2 separate regions of the Mus musculus genome follow, and region 2 is linked to region 1. Evidence: chromatin contacts called from public Hi-C data. All regions are on one chromosome and are shown on one strand. Each heading gives the region's core, a stretch centred on a gene start, on an enhancer-like site or on the middle of the called end of the contact. The rest is flanking DNA. Distances are from core to core; before and after follow the strand shown.

Evidence for each region. A called contact is a pair of places that touch in the nucleus more often than the background predicts.
Region 2: a Hi-C map of bone marrow-derived macrophages shows a contact between it and region 1, with 13 read pairs. The contact joins the promoter of 4921513I03Rik here to the enhancer-like site in region 1. A contact is called at or near these places in 14 of 39 promoter capture datasets (the 3T3-L1 cell line, the HPC-7 cell line, the SN4741 cell line and 9 more), 2 of 484 Hi-C or Micro-C datasets (the C2C12 cell line and bone marrow-derived macrophages), 4 of 115 datasets of contacts at active chromatin or transcription factors (bone marrow-derived macrophages, embryonic stem cells, extraembryonic endoderm stem cells and 1 more) and 1 of 9 other capture datasets (embryonic stem cells).

What each region holds. Positions count from the first base shown.
Region 1 is chr10:120,243,339-120,251,066 of GRCm38.p6, forward strand. No RefSeq gene overlaps it. Among named protein-coding and RNA genes, the nearest start is that of Llph, 20 kb to the left of the region's middle. Within about 2 kb of position 4,248, at least 39 of the 459 cell types and tissues checked have an H3K27ac peak or open chromatin away from gene starts, as enhancers often do. A contact at or near this core is called in the HPC-7 cell line and bone marrow-derived macrophages, where this site is marked.
Region 2 is chr10:120,762,239-120,769,966 of GRCm38.p6, forward strand. 4921513I03Rik (RIKEN cDNA 4921513I03 gene) reads left to right here and starts at 3,494. Exons shown (of 3, transcript NR_038000.1): 1 at 3,494-3,600.

The sequences.
Region 1 (7,728 bases), core at 2,998-5,497:
TGGGTCACTGGGCTGTCCCTTTCCAAGGCACTGCCATGGCTTCAGTGCTTGTTTCTAGCCTGCCTCACCCACTCCCTTTTCTTCTCATAAATAGTCTTCTGCTTTAGGTCAACCTGCTCTATCCACACTAGGTCAACTCTTAGACTGCAGACTCCATAGCTAGTACTATAGAGTAGTGGCTACTTCATCTCTTCTTCCTGAGAAGGTATACACACACACACACACAAACATACACATACACACACATGAACATACACTCATATACATGCATACACAAACATATAAACATACACATATATATGTGCACACACACATATATACACACATTAAACCACATATAGACATACACACATATACACACATATAGACTTATATATGCAAGCACATTGCATATATACACATAAACACACATATACACATATATAGCTATACACTTATACATGCATGCATACTTACATAAATATCACACGTATATACATATACATATGTATTTGAGTTAAAATGTTTCTAATGAACTTTCTCACTTAAGGTTACAGCTGGTGGCATTAGGTGTGTACCATGTTGTTGTCTTAGTTAGGGTTTTACTGCTGTGAACAGACACCATGACCAAGGCAACTCTTATAAGGACAACATTTAATTGGGGCTGGCTTACAGGTTCAGAGGTTCAGTCCAATATCATCGAAGCAGGAACATGGCAGCATCTAGGCAGACATGGTTCAGGAGCTGAGAGTTCTACATCTTCATCTAAAGGCTGCTAGAAGAATACTGACTTCCGGGCAGCTAGGATGAGGGTCTTAAGGCCCACACCCACAGTGACACGCCTACTCCAACAAGGTTTCACCTACTCCAACAAGGCCACACCCACTCCAACAAAGCCACACCTCCAAATAGTGCCACTCCCTGAGTCAAGCATATTCAACCCACCACAGTTATAGAGCCATCACCGCTGTGGATTTCCACAGCCTTTTCTTCCTCTGAAAGAGAAACTGAACTCATTAACACTCCATCCCCCTTCACTCCCCACCCCTTCTCTTGCCTGTCACCTACTTACTCTCTCTGAATCTGCTTATCAGAGGGTAAGTGTCCTGTGTGCCTGCGCCTGCCTTCTCTCACTTAGCACATGCTTCAAAAAATCCATCCTCCTACTGGTAGCAGGGAAGGACATCATTGCTTCTCAACACCAAATGTTACACCAAACACCAAACTCCCCTGCGTGTGTCCACGACGGTTGCTTTGTCCCTCTGTCAGTTGATGGGTGCTTTGATTGTTCCCCCAAGCGTATCTTGAGAAGCCTTGTGTCGGCTAATCTGAGGGCCCCAAAATTCTCCCAATGTCTACCCCTCGTCAGCTTCAAAGTCATTTGCTGAGTGATGAACGGTGGGAGGGAACAGGGGTCCCGAGACACAAAGCGTGCGTTCCCAGACTCTCTGGGTGTGGTTCAGATCCTTGTGGGTGCTTTAAAAATTATTCTTGGTAAATTATTGCAGTGCCATAGACTTCAGATGTTTGAGTAGCTGATTTCAACTGCTACATATTGGGGTTGCATGTGGAAGGTAGGTGATACAATGTGTTCAAAGACACCGGGTGCCATTCGTATGCCATCTCTTTTGCTATTTGATGGCTTAGCTTCTGGATGTTTGAAAGGTGGCATATTTGACGTCTTTGGCAGTAAATTTTCATTTTCCTCAAAAAGGGTGGCATTGTGTGATTCGGTATATCTTACATCAGAACCAGAGAAAGAATGCACATGTTTAAAGAACTCGGTGCATATCTGTCACTCCTTATGCCATTCTCTGCCTCTTCCAACACCAGCCAACAAAATAGGATCATACCCGCGCTTTCGCTTAGGACCTTACAAATTGGCTAGTCTATTGCTTCCAGCTTTGCAACCTGCCTGCTCTTTTTAAAATATATTTGATACTAGAATATTTGAAATAGTATCTCCCTTAAAACCATGGAGATCGTAATTATGCCTGCTCACTGCTGATATAAGTTATAACACATATGTATCAATTTATATCAACTGTTGATGTTTAAGAACACTCTCCAGGGGCAGAGTATGAAGTTTTATTCTCTCAGTACCCTCTCTCCATATGCCTGTTCTAGTTGGCATCTTGTGTTTAAGGTTCAACACATTTTCATGTGTGCTTATTGTAGTATCTTAATTCCCGGAGATTTACAAAGCACACATGCAACCTTAACGCTGCCCTTCAATCTCACGAGTTTGTTTTATAACCTCGATAGTTATTTCTAGTTGCAATTCTGTTTCCTTTCTAAATGTGTTAATAAAATGCTTGCATTCGAGTTGGCTGGGCTCCAGAACCGGATCCGATCCCACTTCAAGGGAGCGGTAAAGCCTGGGACACTACAGGACTTGGAGCTCTTCGGATGCAGCCTTACCTCTCAAGTGAGGAAACTCATGGTTCCTTATAGAGTTAAATTAAGGTCAGACCTGGTTTCCGACACGAAGTTCAGATGTATTGGCAGGTCCCCATGCTTGCATTTATTATACTGTAATTTGGGGCTTAAAGAGCTATATGCAGTCCATCCCCAACATCTGGATAGTGTTTATAACGATCACATTTGATCCTAATGTAATTTTGTTGGGGAATTCACTAGAATTCCTCTGTTGGCTACATTACAACTAGACATGAGATCTGCTAAAATATTACCAAAAGTGAATGAATATCCACAGAGACTCCAAAACATAGCTCCATTTCAACCTTCCTATCTTTCCCCAGCCTCTGGCTGCTAACCCATCATCTCATCTCTCTGGGCCTTCTTGCCTCCATTGATAAAATGAGAGCGACCCCTTCAGCAGCGGCCAATGTTTGTCCAGGGTTGTTGTTGTTGTTTGTTTGTTTGTTTTTTCCTTAAAGAGCAGAGGAGGCAAAAAAACAAAACAAAACAAAACAAAACAAAAACAAAAACAAAAAAACAAAAAACAGCCACCTTTCAAAGGTAGTGACAGCGCATGCGCAGCCACAAGGGGACCATCACAGACCTTGCTGATGGGGGTTGGCATGAGCTTGATGGAGATTTTTCTCCCCTTCATTTTCATTTTGATTTAGGCGCTATTCCTTGGGGTCAGGAAGAAGTTATTTGGGAAGTCGAGCCAAAGGATTGGGTTTAAACCGCCTGCCCCATCAATGGAAGCCTCAGATGAATCAAGTCTAACCTTCTAAGGGCTGTAAAGGGAGCCTTTAATTATATGAGATTGGCAAGGGGGACCTTTGGGACGCTCAGCGAGGCAGCAGCAGGACCTCCCAGCCCTGCCCGCAGCGGGGAGATTATTAGCATATTTTATGTACCCTTCCCATGAAATAATCTTAACATTCAAAAAGAGACAGATGGGAAGAAAGAAAGACAGATAGGAAGGACAGAGACTCTAACGGTCTTTAGAGAGGGGAAATTATTTCATTAAAAGTAAAGAGCATATGCTCTTCTGATGCATAGCATGTGCAAGCCTATGCAAATTAGCAAATAGCGGTGCACTCTGAGTAATTTTCATTTCCTTCCCAGCCTGTGACGAGGAATATTCCTTTTAATCAGATTAGATGACATCCTCCTCAAACTTGTGGGGGTTTCAACTTAATTTACCATGCTAAGTAGTTAGGATAATTTGAAATAAAGCAATCAGTGGGCTGAAAAGAATGAAGCCAAACCTTATTTCTGTCTTTATGATGAGGGGCTTCCTGGCTGCCTGAGCCCCACAGGGCTTCTCTCTTGTCCTCTCCTCTCCCTGAACCCCCAGTACCCCAACCTCAGCTGCGTCTCCAATGACCAGTTGCCTTCTTTGATGGCACCTACTTGAATCTGTTTCCCATCGTTGGAGCTTGTCTGAAATGCTGCATTCCACCAGGCCTGCCCGAGACCTTTGGAATTTATGGCCCTGCCTCCAGAAGTGATGGAAAGTTGAATTCACACTCCTTAAAAACCATTTCCCCCAGAGAGGGTCCTACACTGCTGAAGGGATCTTTGCCGTGGCCTGCAGGGACCTCCAGATACAACAGCAACATTCCTTCTCGAGACCTGGATGCAACAGGCGTTTGCAGGAAGGCAACAGCAGGAGAGACCTACCTGAAGGACTCAGCCGTTTATCAGTGATGTGCAGACAGGAGCAGTGTCAGCCTTTGGAAGGACCCAGAAGTCTGTTTGGAGGCATTTCTCACAGTCCTGTAGGCCACGGTCCCTTCTCCCCACAACCCCCTAATTCTCTATTGTCTTGAAGTCAGCAGGGAGTCTGGGCGGTAATACCTGTAAATGCCCCACAGATGGCAGTAAAGGGTCTTGAGGAAGCAATTACTAAAACTGCATCAAGTTTCAGTTTGGACTAGAAGCAGCTAGTTGGCTTCTTCTTTCACAGCCCTCTGTTTTATGGGTGGTAGGGGGAAGGGGAAGGTTTTAATTGCTTAAACTAATTCCCTACAAAGTATTAGCAGATGAGATGTAAATATCAGCCATATTTAAACTGCTAGGGATGCCCTAGCCACCAAGACATAGAAGAGGGAAATTTAACGGTGCACTTTCAAGTATTAAAGCAGAATTCACTTTCTTCCTCTTTTTTCTCTTCCCCCCCCCCCTTCTTCTTCTTCTTCTTCTTCTTCTTCTTCTTCTTCTTCTTCTTCTTCTTCTTCTTCTTCTTCTTCTTCTTCTTCTTCTTCTTCTTCTTCTTCTTCTTCTCCCTCTCCTCCTCCTCCTTCCTCCTTCTCCTCCTCTCCCCTTCCCTGTCTTCTTCCTCCTCCTCCTCTTTCTCCTTCCTCCTTCTCCTCTTCCTTCTCCTCCCCTTCTCCTCTTCCCCCTCTTCCCCCTCCTCCTTCTCTTCCTCCTGACACCGCCATACAGGGTTTGCAGTGGGTTCTGGTTACCAAAGCTCAGGTCCTCTTGCTTCCAATCTTGACACTTTACCTGCTGAGATAGTTCCTTTCTATTTAACATGCAAAAGTACACATGATGAACTCAGATACATATGACGTTTCTCTCCTTCCATACCAAACCCTGACCACTTTCTCATATACGATCAACTACAGGTTCTTGAATGTTCTTTTATAAATAGTTTGGACTTTTATAAATGAGTTCTTTTTTTTTCCCCCCCTTCCAATTGGAAGTGGTTGACAATGGTTCCTTGTTTGTTTGTTTGTTTTGAAGAGTTGTTTTTTATGTGTGTTGGTGTTTTTCCTGCACGGGTGTCTGTGTAGTCCAAGAATCAAATGCCTGCAGAGGCCAGAAGAGGGCATCAGAATCGCTGGATCTGGAGTTACGGGTGGTTGCGTGCACAGTGTGGGTGCTGGGAATTGAATCTGGGTCTCTGCAAGAGGAGGCAGTGGGCTGACATCCTGAGTCAGCTCTCTCCCCCCCCCCCCCCATAATGTTTCTTAAACTGAAGTAAGTAACTGCAGCCGCCTCAGACCTGGGAATACTTGCTATGGAACACACCATGGCTTTATTTAATTGAAATCAAGTGGTTTAACTTAAATGTAGGTGAGTGAGACCAACCTTACAGAGATTATCTCTAAGTGTAGCCAGCTTTCAAAAAAAAAACTTCTTTATAAACAAACGCCCCACACCTGGATCAACATATGGCCTCCCAGAGAGACTTAATTATCAGGTACAATTTTCAAAAATTTTGTTTTGTTCTTTAAAAATAGTCACTGTCACTTCCAATATATGTCTCCCAGCTGCCCCACCACCACACACACATTAAACTAAAACCGAAGGTTACAAAAGACAGATACCAGAATCTGAGGATATTCAAGAGAAGTTAAATAGTGCACAATGAAGCAGCCTGTGTAGCCTTGTCCACACCTCAGTCAGACTTCCTTCAGGTAGTGAGATGGGCCAAGAGGAACCGTTCCAGCAGGACTAGGAAAATAATTGAGAAGAGAAAAGGAAAGGTTGACAGAGAATGGGTTCTAGCACCTCCGTAGGGAAATTTTGCTCCAGTCCGGCCAACTTCAAGTTCTTTGGATTTAAAAAATATATATCACGTATCCCTGGTGTGAGTAGTTGTGTGTCTTCTCTGTTGATGCCTTGTTAAGATGCATTACAATTCTCAAAAATACTTCCAGAGTTGTACAAAATATGGAGCTTATATTCTACCACATTGGGGAACTATTCTGTGCTTTTGTAGATGCTGCGGTATGAGAGGAAGGACTGGGGGGGTCGGAGAGGGGGGACAAAGGGCAAAGAAATAAGAGAGGCACAGAGAGAAACACAAACTCTTCCCTGGATTCCCAGATACCTGTGGCACCCAGCCCTGTCTGGGAACTTCCACAATGTCCATGAGTTATTCGTGGTGATCACGCTTTCAAATAGTCTACATATTCTCATTGTATTTTCTCATCATACGCCATCTATTCAAATAAGAAATGTGTTGGATACCTGTAGACTGTATAGAACACCTGTACCTTTTTTGAGGATGGTGATTTTTATCCCTACATTTATGCTAGTCACCAAATTCTTCCCTATTTTTGAGACATCCCCCAGCCCCACCCCCCTTTTCGAAAGCAGGCGTTTGCTCTGGGAGCCTGGTTACCTTCAGGCTGGCAATGTCCAGCTTCACTGACTTTACTGTCTGTAAAGTTCCTCCTTCCTGGTCCCACTCATGTGTCTCCCTGTGTCTTAAAGAAGTGATGCCAGCTTCCTGGATGCCGGAGGTCTCAGACCTCAGGAACAATGGCACCAAGACCTACAGGAGATGTTGATCTTCACTTAACTTGAAGCAGGAGCTACCAGGATAAAGGAGCTACTTACCAATGTCTACAGATTCCTTCATTTGAATTTAAAACACACTAGATCACCGAAAGAATCCCGTGAATACCTCTGCAGAGCCTGACGTTTGAAAAATCTCACCTCGAGGAACAACCATTCCCACGCATATTCCCAAAGCTACCCAAGGAAAACACCACAAAAGCAGCTTCCGGAATGTTTCAAACACGGCTATGCGTTCATCTTGAGACGTAAAACCCAAATCGTAGATGAGCAGGTTGAAAAGAAAAAGGAAACTCCTGATTATTGATCATCTGATCAACGTCCGCTCTTTTACCACCTCGTTCACCATCCAAACCAAATGGCTAAAGCCCTTTTCTATCACTAATCACAAACTCTGGGCAGTTCAGTCCCCAACCCCCACCCACAAGCTCCCAGAGAAAGTGACTGGACTTCGCAAAGATATATTCCTACTTGCCAAAGTTCAAACTTAACAAAGGATTTGTAAGAGAGATAGATGCAAAGGCGCCATCTACTTCACCCAGATAGCGCATTCACACCCTCTCAGTTCCCCAACCACAAACACACTCGGAGGCACCTCTTGTACAAACTGTTTTGGGGCGAGTCCTCCGTGTTTTCATCAGCTCGACGTTTTGCATGTTCTCCACGTGTTTAATCTTGTAGCGTTGTCCCTTCGACTTTGCTTTTCTCCCTGGATTTTCTAGTGTGTGTTTAGAGTCCAGCATGCTTGTTTGGATGAAGGGCCACGGATGCTGCTTCTGCGTTCATAGCACTGCATCTTAAGGACCCACGATGTCTGTTTGTCTTGTTATCAGAAGGTTAACTTTGACGTCTTGAATTAAGACTGGGGTGCCTGCCTGGTCTCTCCACTATAAAAATTGTTTTCCCCCTCTTGTTATTAATAAATACTTTGTAGGTACGTTGAGTCTATAAAAATCTTTTTCCAATTGCACCCGTTAGGTTTGGCTTCCATTGAGGTTTCTTATCAGAGCCAATGAT
Region 2 (7,728 bases), core at 2,244-4,743, 520 kb after region 1:
TTTCAGCATCCCTGTCTCTGTGGATTCGTGATGTGTTGCTAATGTTATTACATTGCCCGCCTCCACCCCAAACATCTCAGGCGCTGTACACTATGCACACACAGTCATGGAAAGGTCAAAAGCAGAATTTCTCAGTCAGAGGAACTGTAGGTAAGGCTCCCCTTCACAGTCTCAACTTGCACTTAAGAGACCGTGAACAGCAGCGGGGAGGGTACAGTCGAGGAAATAAGGAACTTCAGAGACAGAAAAGGGTGTTCTAGGGAAGAGACTAGCCTGTTTTCCTGACATGGTCAGCAGCGTGATTGGTAGAGCCCAGACCATAAGAGAACTAACTGTTTTAACTTTTCCAATCTGGGCTACAAAGATATGGTCTAGAGGAAGATCTTTAGATCGACTGAAGCCATAGCTTCTGAGAACGTGGTAGGGCCCAATCTTACCACACATGCTCCTACCATGAATATTCATCAATTCATTACATGTTGGGGGTCCCTCAGCTGACCATGTTGTTTAGAGTTTTAACTTCCAAAATGGTGAACTAAATAAGCTAGCTTGCCTTAATTATATTGTTGAAGTAATGAAAAAAAACAGACCAATACAAGGACTTACTTATTTCTATTTGTTAGCTTTTATGCAGTCAGTATATTGTCACTATGAGTTTATATACTCTACCTATTGTCACGATGATGTCGCCTACCCATCAACAAATATTAGAGACATTCAAAATTATTTCCCCCATGTCTCCGTACTCATTTAGTGTCAATTGGACTTAATGGAACCCTTTGAGGAGAGATAGATAAGATGATTTTACTTCACATGAGACAGCCCCTACCACCACCACCACCACCACCGTTGGCCCAAGTAGCGAGCTTCCAAATCCAATGATGACGTCATCCATAGGCGACGTGGACGCGTGCATCTGTTGCTATGGCAACCATTATAGTTCACCTGCCCGCCCTCATCTGCGTCAGAATTGCACAGCAGTGTGCATCAGTGTGTGAAAAGACAGAGCCCCCCCCCCCTATCTTTTCTCTTTCCTTATTCGTTGTCCCCATTTTGTCGTTTTCTCCACAATAAACCTCTCTCCCTTGGAACTGTGCTGGCCTGGTGTGAACTGTCCAGATGAGCCACGATTCTAAACACAACACCCCTATCTCAGTAAGCATGGTCCTTGGTGTTGAGAGATGGACTCTTGTCACAGATGTAGAAAGGAATGAAACAGTGAACGTCCAAGCCATCCTGTCTAAATCTGTCTTCTTTTTCAGTCCCAACAGAGACACGCTTAGCTTCCCGTTCAAGGGAAATGTTTGTTTCGAGTCCTAGAAGGTCCAGTTGTTTCTCTGTCAAGCTGGGACATCCCCAGCCTCCCATACTTATCTCTGTGACAGACAAGATTGAAATACGTGACTGGAGCTGCACAGGTAGATTGCTTTGTTCAAATTAACCAAATTCCGCAAACAGAAGTCAGGATCGAGGAGGAGAACGAGGTCAAGTCCACTGGGGGCCACGGAACCACACCGGCCTGGTGTGTAGATCTCACTCCCCTCTGCACCCTGCCTGTACGGCTCTGCCTTTCTTGTCTTAATGCCCAGCTGTTTCTCACTGGTTTGCTTTCTGAGGCCCCTCCAGCTGACGTAGGATAGTTCTGCTTCACTGAGTGACATCCGCAAATAGGCCACTATCTGTTACTCACTGTTTCTCTCAGATTTCCTTCTGCTGTAGACCATCCTCAGGATACCTATATCTCTCTGGCTGACAGCACACGCACACACACACACACACACACACACACACACACACACACACACACACACACTTTTGTCTTTGGCAGAGTGCTATAGCTGCCCAGGCCACACACTGGCCACTCTGGCAGTCAAGCTGCTAGACCTGACGGATGTCACATGGCCGCCCTGGGGCCTCTCCCGGATCTGTTCTCTACAAGAGAGATTTATTTCCCTGATGTTTTAGGACAGGAAAAGACTCGTTTCTTGGAGGCCTGCCAAGAAGGGGGTGATCCACCCAGGAAACAAACAAGACCCTTCCCCTCTCTCTCTCTCTCTGTCTTTCCTGCTTTCCTGTGTCAAGTACTCCCAGGGCAACTCCCCCTGAGTGGAAAGAAAGCTGTCAGGATGAAAGGACCCTGCTTATGATGAACAGCTGCTGGCTGGACCCATGCAGGAAGAACCAGCCTCAAGTTAACTCCTTGTTCCCAGCCAGCCAGGAACTGACTGCATCCAGACTTCTGAAGCCACAGCTCTGAATGAAGCAGCTTTTTATGAATGGAGAGCCATGCCAAAGGTCTTCAAAGCCCATGGGATCTCCTGAGCATATCTTCACTCCCCCCGGTCTTTCACAATAGACACCCTAACGTGTCCACCCCAGGAATCGAGAGGCTCAGACCTCTGGATCTACCACTCTTCCCTAGTTTTTTGGAAGACCTCAGCCTGTTGCTGTTCAGAGGCACAAATGGCACTGCCAGTGAGTGGAATAGCATCTGAAAGCTGCCTTAGTTTGCACAGTCAGTTCTATCAGAACAGGGAAAAGAAGGGCACATCCTAAAGACACGTTCTGTGTAGTCAGAAGTCCTGTAGACAGAAGGTCTATAAAGCTTCAGGTTCTGTTAAATTACTGCAGGAATCAATCTTAGCCATGCTTTCCAATGCAGCAAAATGTGATTATTTTTCCAAAGGGAAAAACGAGCCCCAGTTTGCAGTAGATGAACAATCAGGTGGGAAGAACTGGGCACAATTCTGCACCCAGGATCAGCCTCAAACCTTCCCTCAGCATCTGCTGAAGGCTCCAGCTCCATCCTATAATAGCGAACAGGATAAGAGTATCAGCTCACAGGAGAAACATATCTATACATTGATAGCTGTACATTAGTTGTAGGTACTACAAAAACTCAAAGACTATCGGAGAAAAACTTTAAAGAACAGTTTCCTTTGAGCTCATAGTTTAGTTATTTCAGTCCTATGGTCACCTGGTTCCCTTGTCTGTGAATTATAGTGATGCAGACTATGTGATGGTCTAACTCTGATCAACAACTTTATTGGATTAAGAAACCACCAAGGCATTAGTGAGTCACACCTTACCTCTGAACTTATCTGTGAGCCTTTTTCTAGAGAGGAATGACTAAGAGGGTAAGACCTTTCCTGAACATAGTAGAGACCTTCCCATGCACTGCGGACTTGGCTGGATAAAAAGAGGACTTGGCTGGATAAAAAAAACGGGAGAGGAGAAAGCCTCTGAGCTCCGTCATTCCCTCCTCTCCTTTTCCTGGTCCGCTGAGATGTGAATCAGCAGCCTCATGCTTCTGCTGCCACGCCTGCTAGCCACTCCCACTACCATGCCTGTGAGCCACGCCCACTGCTATGCCTGATAGCCACTCCCACTGCCATGCCTGATAGCCACTCCCATCGCGATGCTTTCATGATTGTGACAAACTATACTCGCAAACCATGATCCAAAAGAAAACCTCCTTCTCTCGCATTTGGTCACAGCTGCTGGAAAAACAATAGAGAACAATGTGGAGGAAAGCAGTCGGGGTGGAGCAGGGCTTCTGATCTCACTGCAGCTGGGTAACAGCATGTGAATTCGGGCAAGGTAAGCCATTCAAAGGTACCCTCCCAACCCGCCACTTCCAGTTAGGTCATACCTCCCAAAAACACACTCAATGATGAAGTCATCAGTAGAATGGTCTGTTGGTGTGGTTGGTATCCTTCTTATCCATCTACTTCTCAACAAAACTGCCAGACTCAAAACCTGAGACTTTGAGGGGCATTCGAGGGGCATATCACTCAGGGTTCTCTAGAGGAACAGATCCAATAGAACGTATATTACAGAGGTAATCCATTATGATGGCTTACAGGATAGGTGCACTCGTGCCTGCTGTGTGTGTGTGTGTGTGTGTGTGTGTGTGTGTGTGTGTGTGTGTGTGTCTGTGTGTGTGTGTGTCTGTGTGTATGTGCTGTTACCTGCAGAGGTCAGGAGGGGGCGCATATCTCTTGGAGCTGGAGTTAGGAGTGGTCGCACAGAACTCAGAACCTCCGGGGGAACAGCAAGTTCTCTGAACTGCTGAGGCATCTCTCAGGCCCTCTGCCAGAATCCTTTGAGTAGATCCGCCCTTCACTCTTCTCCAAGGTTTTAAATCTCTTCGTGAAAAAAAAAACAGAATCAGACAAACTTAAGTACCATCATCTCCTTACAACGAGCAAAGAATGTTATTTCAGGATAACTCTGTAGGTTCAGCAGGATGGAAATTCCCACTTTCCTCTAAACACCATAAAACAAATACAGGATCGGGAAGCCCCGCTCTTACTGTTCCCACGGGTTTCCCAGATAAGAGTCGTATCTGTCTTTTCCACTTCACTGGCCTTCGGTCTAGTTGGTTTGTTCTCAGAGTGAAAAGGATGGTGGTATTGTGTGGTACTGAGACGAGCTGCCGTTATTGGCAGCTGTCAATCTGCCACTGTGCTCCACCACTGCTCCACATTGGCTGAGATGGAGCCGGACTTCACGTGAGGTATGGCGGTTGTGTGAGTCATGGCCATCACATTAGGCAAGCCAGACTATGATCAATACTAGGATTTTATTTTCACTCTAAGAGCTTATATCTCGAAGACCAGAGCACACTGCACAAGAGTCTGACTAGCTCTGTCGGTTAGTCTTTATCGGGGCTGCTAACAGGAGGATGGGCGAGGGGTTACTCACAGGAGCAGGGTTGACTCAAAGGCAGGCACATCACAGAAAAGTGCACCCCATCATGGATGGCAGCTCACTGAGTGGTCTCATAGCTATCTGTAGGCAGCTTTAAAGGCCAAAGACTCAGCAGTTTGGCCATTCCAAGTCTCCTTTCCTTCCCAGTACATACTCCTTCTATGAAGACGGTGCAGGGTCTCCAAAAGTATTGCAAGCAACTTTTCCTCGGCATGTGACTTTACCTTCAGAGTCTCAGTAGCCTCTTCAGGAGGCAGGGAATGTTTCACTTCAGAGGAAGCTGCTGTACAACCATATTGGACATTATATTCATCTATTCATTTATTGGTAGACACTTAGGTTGCTTTGTGTCCTGGCTGTTGTGAATAATTCAGAGACGAACATGAGAGAGCCAATTTGTTAACATACAGACATGCACATGACACTAAGACCAAAGCTGATTCCCTTAGATTGCTAACTCAAAAGAGAAGGTAAGAAACCTTGCGGTACAGCAGTCTCTTACAAGGAAGAGATCTACCACCTATGGAAAGAAAAGTGAATATGGACTTACAATGCAAAACTTTTGATCTAATACTCTCCCAAGATGTAAGACATCTGGTAGACCCCACAGTCCTCCTTCACGTCATAGACCTTCACATGAAAGAAAGCTGTGGTCAGAACTGTTCGTTCTTTCACAAGCCCAAGGCATGAGTAACAAAAAGGAAGGCAGTTATAGTGTGTGTGTGTGTGTGTGTGTGTGTGTGTGTGTGTGCCTGTGTCTGTCTGTGTCTATCTGTCTGTATGTCTGTCTGTGTCTCTGTGTGAGGTCAAGCTGACAGCCTTTTAAAATACTTTTTTTCTTCTATTTAAGAAGTTTATTTTCATTTGGAAAATAGTTTTTCATTACAAAGAATTTTTAGGTAGAAATTTTATTCATTTGAAAGCAAAATAACAAAACTAATAAAATGGGGGAAAAAAATCACCCTAACTGCTTTAGTATTTTTCAGGTCTTAGTAGCTTTGTTTGCAGCCAGTGATGTTCCAACAAATCATAAAATGAAAATGTGTATCATCCATAATCTATCACATGCTGACTACATGTAGTCAGTGCTTGCTGTCATTTAAGTAAAATCCACATTGACTTCATGAGAATAATATGAAGAGCAAATTATTAAGTGAAAGCCTGTTTCATGTATGTAAATATTTTAATCAAAATATAAATTATGTAAACTTAAAATGCCAGAAATCACCAAGATTATTCTTGTTAAAATGTTTATATAATCCCCTAAAATATTCAAAATTTTCAGAACCCCCCCCCCCCGTCTCTCTTTCCCCCCCCCTCCCCCCTTGGGTCTCACCGTGGGTTGGGGTTAAAAGAGCATGTCACTACAACTGGGCATTTTTTCCTTTTAAAATGTTTATTCTATGTTCTGTGTCCATGTGTGTGCACATATGTGTGTCCCATGGTGCTCCTGTGGCAGTCAGGGGGTGGGTCGCAGGAGCCAGTTCTCTCCTTTCACCCTGTGGGTCCCATGGAGTGAATTCAGATTGTCAGATTTGGTAGCCAGTGCCTTGACCCACTGAGCCATTTCACCAGCCCTCAAAAGTACTTCTTAAAAATGTGAAAATATTGGGCTGGAGAGGTGGTTCTGCAGTTAAGAGTGCTCGTTGCTCCTCTAGAGAGCCTGAATTTAGTTCCCAACATCCATGTAGGGTGGGTGGTTCACACTGCCTGGAAATGAACCTTCAGGGCGTCTGACAACTGGCCTCTTCAGGCACACACATGCACACCCCAACCCACCCACCCACCCTGCACACAGATACATATAATTGAAGATAAAATTAACTCTTCTTAAAAAGTAAAACATTGATCTTTACTTAATAATTATGAAAGTTTTAAACTATTTTAAAGAAAAAGCTAAAAATTTTACCTTCTTAAAAGTATCTTTAAAAATGCTTTATTAAGGTGTGATATAAAAATACACGCTTACGTGAATGTAATTCGGTGAGTTGAAGGAACAGCTATAAAACCATCGTACTTAAGATAAATATTTTTGTCACTTCCAGAAGCTCCTTCCTGGCCTTCATCATTTGTTTGTTTGTTTGTTTGTTTGTTTGTTTTCTTGTTTTCTGTTTTTTTTGTGGTAATATGACACATGAAATCTAGTCAAACGTATTTAGAGACACAGTACATGGGTCCTAGCTGTAGGCATCATTTCTACATTGTATTTCAGGAGTCTAGAACTCAGGTGTTTGGCATAATTGAAGCTTTATACTCACTGAAAGCCAACCACCCATTCTCTTGGCTCCCTGGTCACATCCATCCTATTCTCTGTGGGTTCACATTTGATGCTGTGCGTGAGGGGAGCTGGCACTGTTTATCTTTGGTGACTGGGGTATTTCACGTAGCATAGTGTTCCCAGGTCTACCCGTGTTACCGCGTTGTTAGGATTTCTGTATTTTGAAATGTGAGTTATATTCCATTGCATGCACATGGCACAGCCTCTATTTCTCACAGGTTCATTTCGTTTGCTTGGCTGGGGTAAAAAATATGTCGGGGAACGCAGCAGTTAGGGTTTTCCCTTGAGACCCCAATTTCACTCTTTGCAGCTGTGTCTAAAATACACATGAACATTTTTCCATGGGGAAAATGTTTTGCACAAAAGATTTAAGAAATCATTATACTTTGGATAGAAAATACGCCCTCCCTCACCAACTTCCCGCAAAGAGGTTGATGCGCTGAGGGGCGGGTCCCCACTTGGCAGTGTTGTTGAGGTGGCTGAGATGAGATATTGGTCCATTGAGAAGTTCATGACCATTACCAAATGGGATGTCATCACGTGTGGCCTACTTGGAAGACATGCTTTCGAAGGGTGAATCTCATCCCTAGACGCTTCCTCTCTTTGATTCTCTGGCTGCCATGAAGGCACACAGCTTTCCTGTATCATACATACCCTTCCTCCACAGATGACCTAAAAGCAATGGAGCCCTGGACCAAGACTTACAAAATTATGAACCTAAATAAGTCAATAAATAT